2 separate regions of the Sus scrofa genome follow, and region 2 is linked to region 1. A link is a contact called in public HiChIP or PLAC-seq data. All regions are on one chromosome and are shown on one strand. Each heading gives the region's core, a stretch centred on a gene start, on an enhancer-like site or on the middle of the called end of the contact. The rest is flanking DNA. Distances are from core to core; before and after follow the strand shown. Region 1 holds the start of XBP1 (X-box binding protein 1). Region 2 holds the start of TTC28 (tetratricopeptide repeat protein 28).

Region 1 (4,259 bases), core at 1,266-3,765:
CTGCCCCAGTATCTTGTGCCTTCTCCACAAGGTAACTCATTTACATCATGCTGGACTAATATAGGCATCCTGCATTTTCTTTTATGTCTAAATGATTTAAATTTCTTTTCATTTCACTGGGATTTCATACACAGTGCCAGACATTCTTTCGGCATTCACAAATCTTAAATACAAGGCTGCATGACAATTACTCCACTTCTCTCAGAACCTCTTACAGCTTTCCATGGTCCTTTAACAAAAAATGTGTAGGTAAAAACTAGAAGGTATCCCAAAGAATTCTCCCAAATGGTCCAGGGACCAGGAGTGAATCTCTCATTGCCGCAGGCGCCTGGGGACTCAGCTGACTTAAGGCTCATGAGAATTAATATGTAGACAGGCTTCTTTGTCCTGAAGTCCCCGATCAGTCCCCACCTCTCTTCCAGACCACAGAAGTAGTCTGTGCTCAGGGCATCCTGAGCTGTGCCAAGCTCCATTTAAATAAAGTCACTGATTCCACTCTGTGAATTTGGAGGAAGGAAATACTGAAGAAGACTCACTGCCCAACCCAAAGAATGACAGAGACTGTGTCCCTTGACTGAATTGCTTTCATTCCTTCTTCCCATCCTGTTTCCTCCCCACCAAAACATAACTGAAGAACTAACCTGACTTAATAGCACTGAAGAATTACCTGGTACCATTCTATCTGTTCACTTTTTGCATATCTTCCAAGCACCAGCTATGAGATTTACTAATCTTTGCGTCCCTAGAACCTAGAACAGTACTAAGCACAGAGGAAGCAATAACTACTTGTTAAAAGAAATGATTGCAGTAACTACTTGTTAAAGAAAGTCTTGCTTTGTAATTCTAGGGAACTTAACATTTTGTAATTTGCTTCAAAAAAGTGAAAAAGAAAATGCCTTGTGGGGTGTTTCCTTGGGTTTCTCCATTTTAATATTCCTGTGTCTTAACTGATCTCTAGCTACAGTTTGGAGGCCTCTCTTTCACAAGGGCTGCTGCAGGCAGAAGCCCTGAACCTTTCCTCATCTTTTATACGTGGAAACATCTTATTTTCATTTAAAATAAGTAAATAATATGTATACTCAGTAGACAGTTTAGAAATTACACACACACACATATTCCTGCCACTCAGAGAGAACACCTATGATTTATTAAGCTTTCACTTAAACCTATTTTTTTTAATTTTTAAAAATATATAATGATTTTTTTTTCATTATAGCTGGTTTACAGTGTTCTGTCAATTTTCTACTATAAAGCATAGTGACCCAGTTACATATACACGTATGGGTTCTTTTTTCTCACATTATCATGCTCCATCATAAGTGACTAGACACAGTTTCCAGTGCTACAGAGCAGGATCTCATTGCTAATCCATTCCAAAGGCAATAGTCTGTATCTATTAACCAAGTTCCCAATCCATCCCACTCCCTCCCCCTCCCCCTTGGCAATGGACAAGTCTGTTCTCCACATCCATGGTTTTCTTTTCTGTGGAAAGGTTCATTTGTGCTGTGTATTAGATTTCAGATATAAGTGATATCATATGATATTTGTCTTTCTCTTTGACTTACTTCACTTAGAACTAGAGACTCTAGTTTCTTCCATGTTGCTGCAAATGGCATTATTTTGTTCTTTTTTATGGCTGAGTAGTATTCCATTGAGTATATATACCACATCTTTCTAATTCAATAAACCTAGTTTTTGTTTTGTTTTTTTAAGAGCTGCACCTGTGGCATATGAAGCTTCCAGGCTAGGGGCTGAGTCCAAGCTGCAACTATAGGCCTAAACCACAGCCACAGCAACACCAGACCCAGCTGCATCTGCAACCTACCACATAACTTGTGGCAACACACAGATCCTTAACCCACTGAGCTACAAGCAGGGATCAAACCCACATCCTCACTGGGACAACGTCCTTAACCCGCTACACCACAATGGGAACTCCTGAACCCAGTTTTAAAGTACTTGACCTCATTTCCTGAAGACTTATGTTGCAGAATGTTTTTGCAAGCATTTTTCTAACCCAAGGCCCAATTTGAACTGTCTCTCGATTTTGCACTCTGGGCCCTAAGTGGGGAATGAGATACAATTCTGTCAGACTGGGTAAAAATCTGTTAGTCTTGGTAAAAATTCGTCAGTCTGGAAATCTCCTGGTTTGAAATTCAACTCTTGTCATTCGGGGAGAAATCTATTTACTGAAGAAACTCCGTCGGGCTGCAGACTCTTCCTCACCAGCTTAGGGGCTCTCCACAACCCAGCCCTCCAGAACCCTCTACCAGCCCGCCACCCAGCGACGCCTACCGGTCAGCCGAGCGGAAAAAAAAGCCCAGCGTCCCCAGCCCAGCACCGCGGATGCCACGCTGGACGCCCTGGCACCGCCCCCTTCGGGTCCACCGGACCAATAGGCGCTGAGATATGCCTACATCACACGGAGCTGGCCAATCGTGGAGGGCCACGATCCTAGAAAGGCTGGGCGCTGGGGGGGCTGGCCCACTGGGCGGCGGCGGCGCGCACAGGCGTAGACACGCTCCAGCCATGGTGGTGGTGGCAGCTGCGCAGAGCCCGGCCGCCGGGGCCCCCAAAGTACTGCTTCTCTCCGGGAAGCCCGCCGCCGCCGCCGCCGCTGGAGCTCCGGCCGGCCGGGCTCTGCCTATCATGGTGCCGGGCCAGCGAGGGGCCAGCCCGGAGGCGGCAAGCGGGGGGCCGCCCCAGACGCGCAAGAGACAGCGCCTCACGCACCTGAGCCCCGAAGAGAAGGCGTTACGGAGGTGGGCGAGGGTCGGGGCGCGGACCCAGAGGGCTAGGGCCCGAGGTCTGAGAGCCAATCCGAAGGAGAGACAGGGGTTCTGGGCCGGGAGCTGACCTCCCGCCACGGTCGGTCTCTGACGGCCTTTTGGGTGCCAGCGCCAGCGTGGCGCGGGGCGGGGCGAGGGCAGGAAGTCTGGACCGGCCGCTCTACTGCGTTGGGTGGAGTCCAGGGCTGAGCAGGCCTTTTTTATTAAATTCTTTTCTCTCTCATTAGAGATGACCACAGCTGGGTCTGCGAGTACCTGGGTTCTGGGCCCTCTCGCTGTGTGACCACAAATCCGTTGTTAAGCTTCTCTGAATTAGGGCTGTAACATGGAGTCCATTGATTTACCTCCTTTTTGGAGGCGCACGGGTCTGAAATGACAGCTGTTGAAGGGGCTGTGAGCCTTAGAAGGCTCACTAGTCAAACTCAGTCTCTGCGTCCTTAAAATGATATTTGCCTCCTGAGGTCGTTGGGGAAATAGAGAAATATCTAGTACTTAGTCCTCCTTAAATATTAGTTCTTCTATGATCTGTTTGCTTTTTGTGATTTATTAAGTGCTTCTCGAGCCGACCGGCCTCAGCACCAGGGCAAAAATCGCCTCAGCCTTTCACCCGTCTGAGCTGTTTGCTGAGGGAGCGTTTATGTCAGCGGCATTGCAACCCACATTAGATTTAATCAGTCCGGGTTGGATCCTGTTCGAGGGAGTCGGGAAGCAGCAGCAGAGTAGAAAGGGGAGGAGGAGATATCTCATGACGCTGTGTGTCCAGCCTCAGTGCTGTGGCCGGGATAAGACTGAGGTGGATGACGCAATATGGGGGAGAATAAAGCAGGTTTTCAAGCTAGATCCACAGAAGGCTAATTTTTCGGTTTTGTTTCTTTGAAGGGTGAAGTCTGAAGTGTATTTTACCATTAGTCTGCCTTATGCTATAAGTTAAAAATGAAAGCACCAGCTGGCCAGGTTTTCAAATAAAGCTATGAATAAGGTTTAAGATGAGTCAGTGTGGTATCTCTTTCTGTCCTCAGGAAACTGAAAAACAGAGTAGCAGCTCAGACTGCCAGAGACCGAAAGAAAGCTCGAATGAGTGAGCTGGAGCAACAAGTGGTAGATTTGGAAGAAGAGGTAAAAATACTTAAGATCAAATTCTTATCTTTTATCCATTGTGTGTATCTTCCCTTGGTGAATGGTCTCTTATTTGCAATAATGCCTTGAGTTGTTTCATCCCCTTTAGAATACAAGTGGATGTATAATTAAAACTTAAACTAATCTAAGTGAGGGTAGATAGGTAATTGATTAAGTGTGAAGCTTGAGGAGAGCAGAGTAATGGACTCTAGCATTTGGTGCTATATTTAAGAGTTGGTGGATTACATTACATTAGTCTTTTATCAGTTAGTACTAAGTAGTAAAAGCAAATAGGAAATCATTACCTAAACTTGAGACCTTTCCTGTCTTGGCCAAAAGTCCACCAAGGGTTCC
Region 2 (4,259 bases), core at 472-2,971, 92 kb after region 1:
ACTGCAGGGAAACAGCTCCAGCTTTCCTGGTCAGATATGAGCTAGGAGCTGCCTGGGACACTGGAGAGAACTGCATGAGAATGAAGTCATCAGTGAGGGAGGCAAAGCTTAGAGAAACTGTAGACAGATAGAGGTTATTGTTTGAGCACCTGGCTCCAAATGCCTGAAGTAAGGTTCCAGCCCCAGGATTTTTTCAGTATGTTCCTTTTATTGTTTTATTCTGGGTTGAGTTTTTAAAATCAAAAAAAAGTTTTTTGTTTTTTTTTTTTTTTTTTTTTTGGAAAAGGCCAGACTAATAAACAATTTTACAAATTCCAAGAGACCCCTGGATACTCTTTTTCTTTTCTTTTTTTTTTTAAGTAGGGAAAACATTCTCTGCTGTTGTTTTTGTGCCAGCTTTAGGGTTTTCAGAGAGGTTTGGGGCAGAGAATGGAAAGTGAAGATGTGGGAAGTAACAATCTATCCAGCCCCACAGCTGAGTGAACCCCCTCCCAGCTAATTATACCACAGGATTTGGGAGCAGAGCCCCCTTCATTAAACTTTCAGGAGTCTTGGAAGGATAGGGCTGGAATTACACCATCGAAGCTTGGAGAGTTTGGTGTGTGCCAGGCATTGTGCTCAGAGACCTTATGTGCCTCATCTGAGAGCTCACCTCAAGCCTGTGAGGTATTACTACAACTCCTCCCTTTGTACTTTGTAGACTCAGAGATCAGGGCTCTCTGGCTCTGTCAAGTCACCTGCTCCCAGTTTATGAGTGGTGGAGGCAAGACTTGAACCGAAAATTTCTCTTTTCAAGAGGCCGTTCCCCCCCCACCCCCGCCCCGGTCTTTTTAGGGCCGCACTCATGGCCTATGGAAGTTCGCAGGCTAGGGGTTGAATTGGAGCTACAGCTGCCGGCCTGCACCACAGCCACAGCAACGCCAGACTGAAGCCGTGGCTGCAGCCTACACCACGCTCACAGCAACGCCGGATCTTTAACCCACTGAATGAGGCCAGGGATCGATCCTGCCACCTCATAGTTCCTAGTTGGAATCGTTTACTGCTGCGCCACGAGGGGAACTCCAAGCCTTGGGTTTTAATCATAAAAAAAAGTTACCTAAATCTTGTCACCAGCTTACCACAATATTGACACTTTAGCTGGATTATTTTAAGTCCTCCCGATAGCACTCCTTAGTTGTCCGACTTCCTAATTAAGGAGAAAAAGGCTGCTGGAGACCTGACCTTAATCATGCAAAGGTTAGCGGAGTTGCAGGACTTGAACTCGAGTTCCCCATTGCGTCTGGCTTCCCGGGGATATGAACATCATCTGTGCCACTAAGACTGGCGCACGTGTTCACACACCTCCAGGATGAGATCTCATCGCCTCAGCGGCTTCTTCACACCAGCACTTCTTGCGGGTAATTTCCTTTTGGCCCATCCTGTCGCCCCAAGCCCAAGCAGGTAAACAAAAAGCAGGAGTGCCGGGTAGCAGCTCAAGGGTTTTGCCCCGCATGGTCCGCAAGACTCCAGGCGGCAGCGCCCAGCCCAGAACCGCTAGCGCTCAGGCCTAGACTGGGCCGATGCGGAGGGCGTTGGCGCGACTCTGGGAACAGCGGATGGCTCCCGAGGGCGCGGGGAGGGGGCTAGCGAGTGCGCGCGTGCGCGGTCGGGGGGGGCCGCGGAGGCGCGCGGGGAGCGTGCGCGGCGGGGGGTGGTGTGAGCTGCCGCGGCCGCGCGCGGCACGGCGGGAACATGGCGCGCGGAGCCGGCGCGCGCGCCTAGCTGGCGGGACCGTTAGCTCGAGGCGGACGCGGCCCGGGTCCCGCGGCGATGGAGCAGTCGCTGCCGCCGGCGCCTGAGCCCATTCCGGGGTCAACCCTGGTACGGAGCCAAAGGCACCGGGAGCCCGAGTCGCCTCCGGCGCCGGCGCCGGTGAGTGTGTGAGGGGCGCGGGCCGGGAGACTTTCTTTGTGAAACTCCGTCGGTGCGAGCCGGGCCGGGCCTCCGTGGCTGAGGAGCGCCTGTAAGGCGGAAGCCGCCCCACCGTCGAGGTTCGAGCCCTGCCTCGAGCGGCTCGGCGGCGGGACCGGGTCTGCCGCCTGCCCGCCTGGGTTTCTGCGGTAGTGTGTGCGCGCGGGGTGGAGTGGGGGGCGGGGGGTTGGTATACAGTCGGCGCCTAATGAGCGCGGTGCCTTCCCCCGGCCTCTATCCCCGCGGGGCGGTGGCTGCCGGCGACCCCGGGCCCACGGGAGAGGTAGACGGCAGCGGCTGGGGGGACAGGTGTCGGCGCAGCCCCAGGAAGCTCAGGTGCAGGCAGCCTCAGGTGGAATCTAAGGGAATGAGCTGTCCGTCTTTGGAAGGGAACAAGTCCGTCAGTGGCTCAGCACAGAGTGATTTTGGATTGACTTACATCCACCTCGGCTTCCTAGTGTGTTTTCGGTGTCTATCCCTCAGGGTGAAGGACGATGAGTGAAATTAGACTTTGGAGGTGTGGCGGGCCGCTGGATGGGATGGGATGCCCATGAGCACTGGCCTTCCAAACAGCCAGGGCAAAGGAGTAATCTGGAGCGCTTGATAAAAATACAGGCGTCACAACTCATGCCAGGCCCACGGACTCAGACTCTCCAAGGCAGAGGAACTGATTTTGAATTTTTCAAAAGCTCCAAAGTTATTGTAATCAGGCAGATTTGACAAGCACTATTTTACGGTAAGCTTCCTGCGAGCAGGGACCTCTTCTGTTTATAGCTCACCATGGCATTCTGGAACCGCGCCAGTGCTTGGCACATGGTAGATGGTTAGTAAATATTTGTAGGAAGGCTTAAAGAGTTTTCAAAATAGTTCTTGGGGATATATTCAGGACCTTTTTTGATATTAATATCTGTCAGATTTACTGCATGATGTGATTCTTCTCAGGTCCCAACTTTTGTGACTTTACAAATGCCTTGTTTTCAGTATGTTTTAGGCAAAGGCAGGCTATATATTGCTTAGTATAAACCATCAACTCTGTATACCTAGGTAAGTTAATTATGAATCAAAATTCTGAATAACAAAAATGTATTTTTTTTCTTCATCATTTGGGAACACTAGGCTTATAGGATTTTGTTCTTTTGAGGCAGGTAAATATTTACATTTTCATCAAAGCAAATCTGAATTACTGTTTATTCAGAAAATTTGGCAATTTGCTTAAACCTCTCAGTATTTATAATCTTAATGTGATTTTTTTTTCTTTTGGTCTTTTTAGGGCTACACCTGCAACATATGGAATTTCCCAGGCTAGGAGTCAAATTGGAACTGTAGCCACCTACCTATGCCACAGCCACAGCAGCGCTGGATCCTAGCCCTATCTGCAACCTATACCACAGCTCAGGGCAGTGACGAATCCTTAACCCACTGAGTGAAGCCAGGGTTTGAACCTGCATCCTCATGGATAATAGTCGGGTTCATTACCACTGGCCACAAGGGGAACTCCCTTATGTGATGTTTTGAAATTGAGATTTATGTTTAGTTCATAGTCAAGGCTAAAGTAGAATTGTTGGATTGAAAGTTATTCGATATTTCAGGGGCTGTTTTTTTTTTTTTTAAATGTTTTTTGAATTTCAGTAGATTTAATTTCAGTAGTTGTTCATGAACAAAATATGAATGTATAGGAAGACAATATTTTAGGAGTTGAGATTGCACCTGAGGAAAAAAAGTTGAAAATTAGGTGCTTTTTTCTCTCAATGTTTCTTTTTTGTAGTTTATGCAGATGTATTTTATTTTATTTTATTTTCCCACTGTACAGCAAGGGGATCAAGTTATCCTTACATGTATACATTACATTTTTTCCCCCACCCTTTGTTCTGTTGCAACATGAGTATCTAGACATAGTTCTCAATGCTACTCAGCCGGATCTCCTTGTAAATCTATTCTAAGTTGTGTCTGATAAGCCCAAGCTCCCGATCCCTCCCACTCCCTCCCTCTCCCATCAGGCAGCCACAAGTCTGTTTTCCAAGTCCATAATTTCTTTTCTGTGGAGATGTTCATTTGTGCTGGATATTAGATTCCAGTTATAAGTGATATCATATGGTATTTGTCTTTATCTTTCTGGCTCATTTCACTCAGTATGAGATTCTCTAGTTCCATCCATGTTGCTGCAAATGGCATTATGTCATTCTTTTTATGGCTGAGTAGTATTCCATTGTGTATATATACCACTTCTTCCGAATCCATCTCTGTCGATGGACATTTGGGTTGTTTCCATGTCCTGGCTACTGTGAATAGTGCTGCAATGAACATGCGGG

What was found. HiChIP or PLAC-seq counts read pairs in DNA pulled down with a chosen protein or histone mark.
Region 2: a contact with region 1 is called in an H3K27ac HiChIP or PLAC-seq map of alveolar macrophages. The contact joins the promoter of TTC28 here to the promoter of XBP1 in region 1. A contact is called at or near these places in 1 of 5 promoter capture datasets (fetal skeletal muscle), 3 of 47 Hi-C or Micro-C datasets (epiblast stem cells, fetal heart ventricle and skeletal muscle) and 2 of 2 datasets of contacts at active chromatin or transcription factors (alveolar macrophages and skeletal muscle).

The regions. Positions count from the first base shown.
Region 1 is chr14:46,014,782-46,019,040 of Sscrofa11.1, reverse strand. XBP1 (X-box binding protein 1) reads left to right here and starts at 2,515. Exons shown (of 6, transcript NM_001271738.1): 1 at 2,515-2,762; 2 at 3,809-3,905. The coding sequence starts at 2,530.
Region 2 is chr14:45,922,488-45,926,746 of Sscrofa11.1, reverse strand. It overlaps TTC28 (tetratricopeptide repeat protein 28), which reads left to right and starts at 1,721. Exons shown (of 24, transcript XM_021074051.1): 1 at 1,721-1,911. The coding sequence starts at 1,810. It also overlaps a transcript of CHEK2 not described here.